Linked DNA regions of Cricetulus griseus: region 1 is linked to region 2. Evidence: chromatin contacts called from public Micro-C data. All regions are on one chromosome and are shown on one strand. Each heading gives the region's core, a stretch centred on a gene start, on an enhancer-like site or on the middle of the called end of the contact. The rest is flanking DNA. Distances are from core to core; before and after follow the strand shown.

What was found. Hi-C and Micro-C count contacts between places; a contact is called where the count stands out from the background.
Region 1: a Micro-C map of the CHO-K1 cell line shows a contact between it and region 2, with 5 times the contacts expected there. The contact joins two enhancer-like sites. A contact is called at or near these places in 2 of 8 Hi-C or Micro-C datasets (the CHO-K1 cell line and fibroblasts).

Annotation. Positions count from the first base shown.
Region 1 is chr3:25,676,070-25,679,490 of CriGri-PICRH-1.0, forward strand. All of the region lies in intron 6 of Rpp30 (ribonuclease P protein subunit p30), which reads right to left. Among named protein-coding and RNA genes, the nearest start is that of Htr7, 16 kb to the right of the region's middle. Within about 2 kb of position 1,747, at least 1 of the 6 cell types and tissues checked has open chromatin away from gene starts, as enhancers often do. A contact at or near this core is called in the CHO-K1 cell line, where this site is marked.
Region 2 is chr3:25,401,444-25,404,458 of CriGri-PICRH-1.0, forward strand. The region is part of intron 1 of Pcgf5 (polycomb group RING finger protein 5); the gene reads right to left. Among named protein-coding and RNA genes, the nearest start is that of Pcgf5, 17 kb to the right of the region's middle. Within about 2 kb of position 1,683, at least 2 of the 6 cell types and tissues checked have open chromatin away from gene starts, as enhancers often do. A contact at or near this core is called in the CHO-K1 cell line, where this site is marked.

The sequences.
Region 1 (3,421 bases), core at 497-2,996, 270 kb after region 2:
CAACAGTGAGCTGAGCAACTTGACCAGAGAATGAAGGGGAAGGAGGAGACATCTGAAGGGGTTGAGGAGCAGGAATGGGAAACCTTATTTATGGCTAAGTCATTTACTGTTGAATGACAGAACAATGCCATGCTAACCGAATGTCTGAGGAACTGTGCTAACAAATGAGGTTGAGGTACTGCAAAAGAACTGTGGCTGGGACTTACACACATGTCTCCAGCCCATTCTGTTTAAGTAATACTGTTTAAGGTTCATTGTAGTTCAGAAAAAAAGGTGAATGAGATCTGCTCCCTCAGGGTTTTGCCCAGCTTGCCATATGGGCTTGGTCTTTCCATGAGGAAGAAAGTTTTCTCATTTAGTGTTCTCTTAAGAGTGGAAAGTCTGCAAAGCACGGGAGTGGGATTGAAATTCACCAGTACACAATTCAGTTTCCCAGGTTAAAGGATGCAATGTCTGTGTTGGTATTCAGGCATCTGTGCTGGCCTGTCCTTGGGGTTCTGACAGGATACGCCCTCAGCTGCAGCATCACTAAGAGCATCACCTGTGCACATTCACTATGTCCTCTTTTAAAAGAGTCCTCCCCACCTCCCATCCTCTCTCTCTCCTTCTGCCTCTGCCTCTCTTTCCTCTCTTCCACTGCTCCTGTCCTCAGAGGCTGGTCTCACCTCTCCTCTTTTTGTGATCCCTTAAAAAAAAAAGCCTTTTTGCTTGAACATTGTCACATGGTGTCTTTCTCTCATGCACTGCTTTTCTTAAGTTTCAACAGTCTGTCCTTTCATAACAGATTTGTTTTAAAGCACTAATTACTTGACAAAGCGGAGCCCTTCTCAGAGCTCTGGTACATTTGAGCAAGGAGGTTTTCAATGAAGAGAAATGAAGCAACTGCACAGTGGATGAAGAGCCCTTTCAGAGGGAAGAGAACAAACAGGCTCAGGGCCTGGAGCATGGAGGGAAGGCCAGAGGCTGGAGAAGGAAGCGCAGGAGTCCTGTGGTAAGAACTAAGGCCTTAGAAACTTGCCAAACTCATGCAGGTTATGGTGGCTCTCTGAAGTAAAGGCAGGATAGCTGGCTCACTCGGGAAAGATGGTCTTGGTCTCCAAGGTGAGGCTCTATGGGCCTCACTACTCAGGGTCGCCAGGGAGTGAAGGGACTGGTCTCGCCGACCTGAAGTCATCTAGAAGCTCCTTCTATTCTTTCTTGAACAGATTTCTTTTTCCATGTCCCACCCCCACCTTCTTTCTCTTCTTTTGTCCTCTGATCTTACGGCTAGCAGTGTTTAGATTTTCCTACATCTCTACGTTTAGCTGAAATTTAAACACTACTCTCCCCTCTTTGGACATCTTTTTCCCCATCTCTAATTCTCTGGCTTGCATTCCTTCTAGGAATAGATCTAGATGCCACGATGTTGGTGCTGTAATTAAACAAACACCTAATTTCCCTGCCTAGATTTATACTTCTCAGGGCTGGTACAACTCCCTTTCTAATTCAAATCATCATCATCAGCAGCAGCAGCAGCAGCATCAGCAGCAGGTATATTCTGACTGTAGCTTGTGGAGAAGGGGCCATGTGACAATGTTGTTCACTGTGGATGATCAAGGAACTGGGATGGACTTGGTGAAGGAAATCCACAGATAAATAAAAACATCTCTTTGGCCATTTCAAGTTATCTCCTCAGCTATTTCTTTCGCTAAAGCTACCAGACAAAGAGTCTGACTCATATTTCCCCACCCTTCTAGTTGCAGAAGTAAACCACAGGGCAGTAGGCTGAAGACAGGAATAAAGGATGTGAGCAGTGTGGTGTTGAATGATCAGATCCCTAAGTGTTTCTAGTTGAGTCAATTTAAATTTTTAAACCTGTCTGGGAATCACAACAAAATAAAAACCCCTTTGAGGGAGAGGATGGAGGAAAACAGGATAGAATTGCCAGCTTAATTTCTTTCACATATGATTCTAGTCTTGGTACATTAATCAGGTTCACTTTAAAATTGCTAAGAACACTCCTGAGAAAGAAATTAAAGATAATGTGCTATTGAAGGCTGTGAATATTTCTTTCATATAACTTTGCTGTTTTAGATGAATAAAACACAGTCATTACCTGGTCTCCTGCTCCTAAGAGCATTTTATGTAAATTGTCGTAAGCTCATTGTATGATTGTTCATAATAATGTCTTTACAGAGAATGAGCGTGCCTGCCTGATTGGCTTCTGTTCTCATGTCTGAATGGAAGTGCCTGAATAGGCAGATGATGAGATTTTTTTCTTACTAAAGAGAAATAATAGTCACAATGATGTCACGAAGGGCAGCATTTGACACTTAGATCAGGAGCTATGGATAATAAAATTCTAAGCACTAAAAACTTAAGCTAAGCTTTGGAGAAGGAAGAAGGGAAACCAAGAGTTGATTCCAGGGCAACACGCTGATTGCTTGCCTTAAGAATCAGTGCCTACGCTGAACTTGGGGTAGACAGCCTTCCGGTGTGTCATTTGTTAGGATCTCATTGTCTTCTGACTCACTGATCAAAGATACAGAAGGAACAGCAGGTCCTCCTTGCATCTGCTCTCACTGCCCTACCCCACTGCTGTAATTGCTTTCATTTATTTCTTATGTTTCCTCTAGCTTCTTCACACAGATGTAAGCGAACATGAATACACACCATAGTTTCCTTCTTCTTACCTAAAAGGTGTCTTGTTAAGTTCTTATCTTGACTGATTTGGAAGTTTTCCCATGTCAGCTTGTAAATTTCATTTTCTTTTACAGCTGCTTAGCATTTACTGTAGAGGTACAATGTTTAGTAAGCCTTTACTAATAGATGTGGGCTGCTTCAAATTATCCGAAAGATAAAAACTAGAATAGAACAGCTGGGTACTGTGAGCTTAACTGTACCCCCACCTGTAAAAGATGTTACATTCCTGACCTGTAGAATTTCAGATCTCAGACTGTAACCTTTTTTGGAGATAGTCTGTACAGGTGTAATCAAGATGAGTAGGTCATACTGAAAACAGCAGGCTCCTAATCTCATTGGTGTTCTTATAAAATGGCCAGAGACTCATAGGAAAACACAGTGCCGACAAAGAGAATGGTGTTACTGTGGCAGCTAGGCACCAGTTGCTAATAAATCACCACCAGTTTGGAAGACTCAAAGAAAGGCTCCCTTAATAATTTTTAGAGGGAGTACAGCCTGCTCACACCTTGATTTCAGACTTGTGGCCATGTTGTATTTGGAATGTGTAAATGTCTCTCGTAAGTCAGTATATTTAACACTTGGTCCCCAGATGGTGGCGCTGTTCTGGGAGGTAGAACTCTGCTAGAGGAAGTGGGTCACTGAGGTTTTGTAGACTACCTTGCTTTGTGTCCTGCATCTCCCTTGCTTTGTGTCCTGCATCTCCATGGAAGATCCTGCGGCTGCATGCTGTCACCATGTA
Region 2 (3,015 bases), core at 433-2,932:
GAATAATTAAAACAAGAAAATGATAATAGTAATGATAATAATAATAATTTTGGCAGGAAAAGATAATGTGTTTCACAGGGTGGTCCCAGCATGCACAAAAGCAGTGACCAGAAAGGGAATGGCTTTGTCAGGTTCTGGCAGAATGCAAGGAATGTGAGGATTCCTTGCCCTGTACCCATACCACAGAGGCCATATGCTCCCTGGTTTCACTTTAAATCCAGTTACGAGGTCAGTGGGCCGGTAATGCTGCCCAGTGACCACGCATGTCCCTTGTGTCACCTACCATCCTTCTGTCCAATTCACCCTTTCACCTATCTGTTCTCGGCTGAGCCTCCAATATTTCCTCCCCGATTCTCAATCTCAGACAAGGACCCATCTGGGCAAGTAACAAGCCATGAGGGCGGAGAAAATATAGACCCTAGTCAGAAGGCTCAAAATGACACTCAGGGACTTGGGCTTTATTCTCTGACAAGAGGTGGGTATAGATAGGTCTCCACATAGATGGACCTTTTTCTAAGAGGCAGAAGTGAGGGTGGGTGAGGAAGTTAATTTGGATTTCAAATGAGTGACTGACTGAAGGAAGTGGCCTCGACAGAGACCAAGTTATAGCTTATGACTGTATAGTGAGAAGGCAGAGAATTCCAACTTTTTAAAAACATTTATGTGTGCACGAGAGAGAGAGAACAAGAGAGTGTGTGCTTATGTACACCTGTGAATGCACACACAAGCTTGTGTGTGCATGTACCATGGCACACATGTGCTGAAGTCAGAAGACAGCACGAGGGAGTTGGTTCTATCCTATCATGGGGGTTCTGGGAATCCAACTTAGGTCATCATGCTTACAGTAAGTACCTTCACATGTGGAGCCACATTGCTGGCCCCAAGAATTCCAACTTATTAACAGCACAATTATATTCAATTTTAATCCATGAACTCTGAAGTGTATTCTAAGAAGTTGTCATTAGCATAATGTTAATATGGTCGTTTCCTGTTTTGCTGAGACTGTTCTGTGATAATAATGAAACAGTTAACTTTTGAACCCAGGTCTACGGTTTTGAGCAAGCTGAATCATCACTGTCAGAAGCACTGGAAGCTTCTGAGAATGGCAACAGTTCTTCCACCAGGTTCCTAAGTCATTAAGTTCGGGTAGAAGAGCAAGTAAATGAACAGAAAATAGTCTAAAACTTACTAAAAATTGGCAAAGGGAACATGTAAATGCTAGAATTCTAGCAGTGTGGAAATTTCACCAGTGCATGCATTTATACACAAACACATAGAGATACAGTAAGAAGTAAACATATAGATGTTTCTAAAGAAACTCAAAGCATCCGAATTGTGCTCATAATGCACTGTCTGCTAGATCTCTCCTGGTGCAGGGACACAAAGGATGAAGGGTCTTCTGAGCTGAGAGATAACCACATTCACATTCACCTCCTTCCTGTATCCCAGGACATCTCTAGGAGAGGACCATTTTTCTTTCTGGGTGTGTCCCTTGACAGCAACACTCAGCTCATCTCCAGGGACCTGCTAACTAAGAACAATCTCTTCTTCACAGATACATCCACAAAGTTGACTGTACTCACATCTTAGAAGGTCACCTAAGGTACCTCCTGGGTTGCTACAGTGTCCACACAGGAAGATTTTTAGCCGTGAGTCACAGCAAAAGCGTGCCGATCTCGTGGCAGTGGCTCTTAACACTACTTGCACACGGGCATCAAATCAGAGGCATCTGTAGGTGACTCATATCTATCAGTACAGAGGCATCTGTAGGTGACTCATATCTATCAGTACGAACTTCAGGGCCTGGCCCTCCCCCATTCAATCACAGTCACTACAAATAGGTCCCAGGTGCCAGCCTTTTTAAAACCCTCAGATGGTTCTGATGTGAAGCAGACCCTAACCAGACCTTGCTTCTAGTGTAGTCTGCCCCCCAAAAATGTAGGCAGGCGCTGGGGCAGACTCTCAACGCCCCCTAGGATGTTATGCCATCCCAGCAACTGGGGTACACAATCAACTGTGAAAAGCACTGTCCCAGACGTGTCTTGTATCAAGTGGGCCAACTGTGAGCCTTGTATGAGAGGACCAGTCTCTCACCTAAAGGCAGTGTTTCTCAACCGGTGGGTTGAAAGACCCTTTCACAGGGGTCATCTAAGACCATCGAAAAACACAGGTATTTACAGTATGATTCATAACAGTAGCAAAATTAGTTATGAAGTAGCAATGAAAATAATTTTATGGTTGGGGGTCACCACAACATGAGGAATGAATAAAAGGGTTGCAGCATTAGGAAGGTTGAGAAGCACTGCCTGAAGCCTAAGCTGGCCTACTCATATTAAACACACACACACACACACACACACACACACACACACACACACACACACACACACACACACACCCAGCAAGCAGCCTGGACTTTCCCTGAACATAGAGTATCAGAAGCAAGACCTAGTCCTGCTGGGTCCCATACACACCTGACTCATGAGGTGACTCTTTGCCATAATGGAACGGTGGAAACATGGAGAAAAGTTTTGTTTGAATTTTTCACTAAAATTTTCTCTGATGTACAGAATATTTATCTCATCTATACAATAACATTTTTCCACATTTTTTTTTTTTTTTTGGTTTTTCGAGACAGGGTTTCTCTGTGTAGCTTTGGAACCTATCCTGGCACTTGCTCTGGAGACCAGGCTGGCCTCGAACTCACAGAGATCCGCCTGCCTCTGCCTCCCAAGTGCTGGGATTGAAGGCGTGCGCCACCAATGCCCGGCCCTTTTCCACACTTTTAAAAAATCTTTTGAGATAAATATTCTCTGTGTAGCCCTGGCTGTCCTGGAACTCACTCTGTGCACCAGTCTGGCTGCCTCTGCCTCCTATGGACTGGGATAAAAGGCATGCACCACCACTGCCTGACTTTTTCCACAATTTCTTTAGTCAACAGTCCAATGCAGCAAGCTATCTAATCTTGAAAAACCATAGTTCTTAGGACCCTTTCTTGAATATTTTTCATCTTTC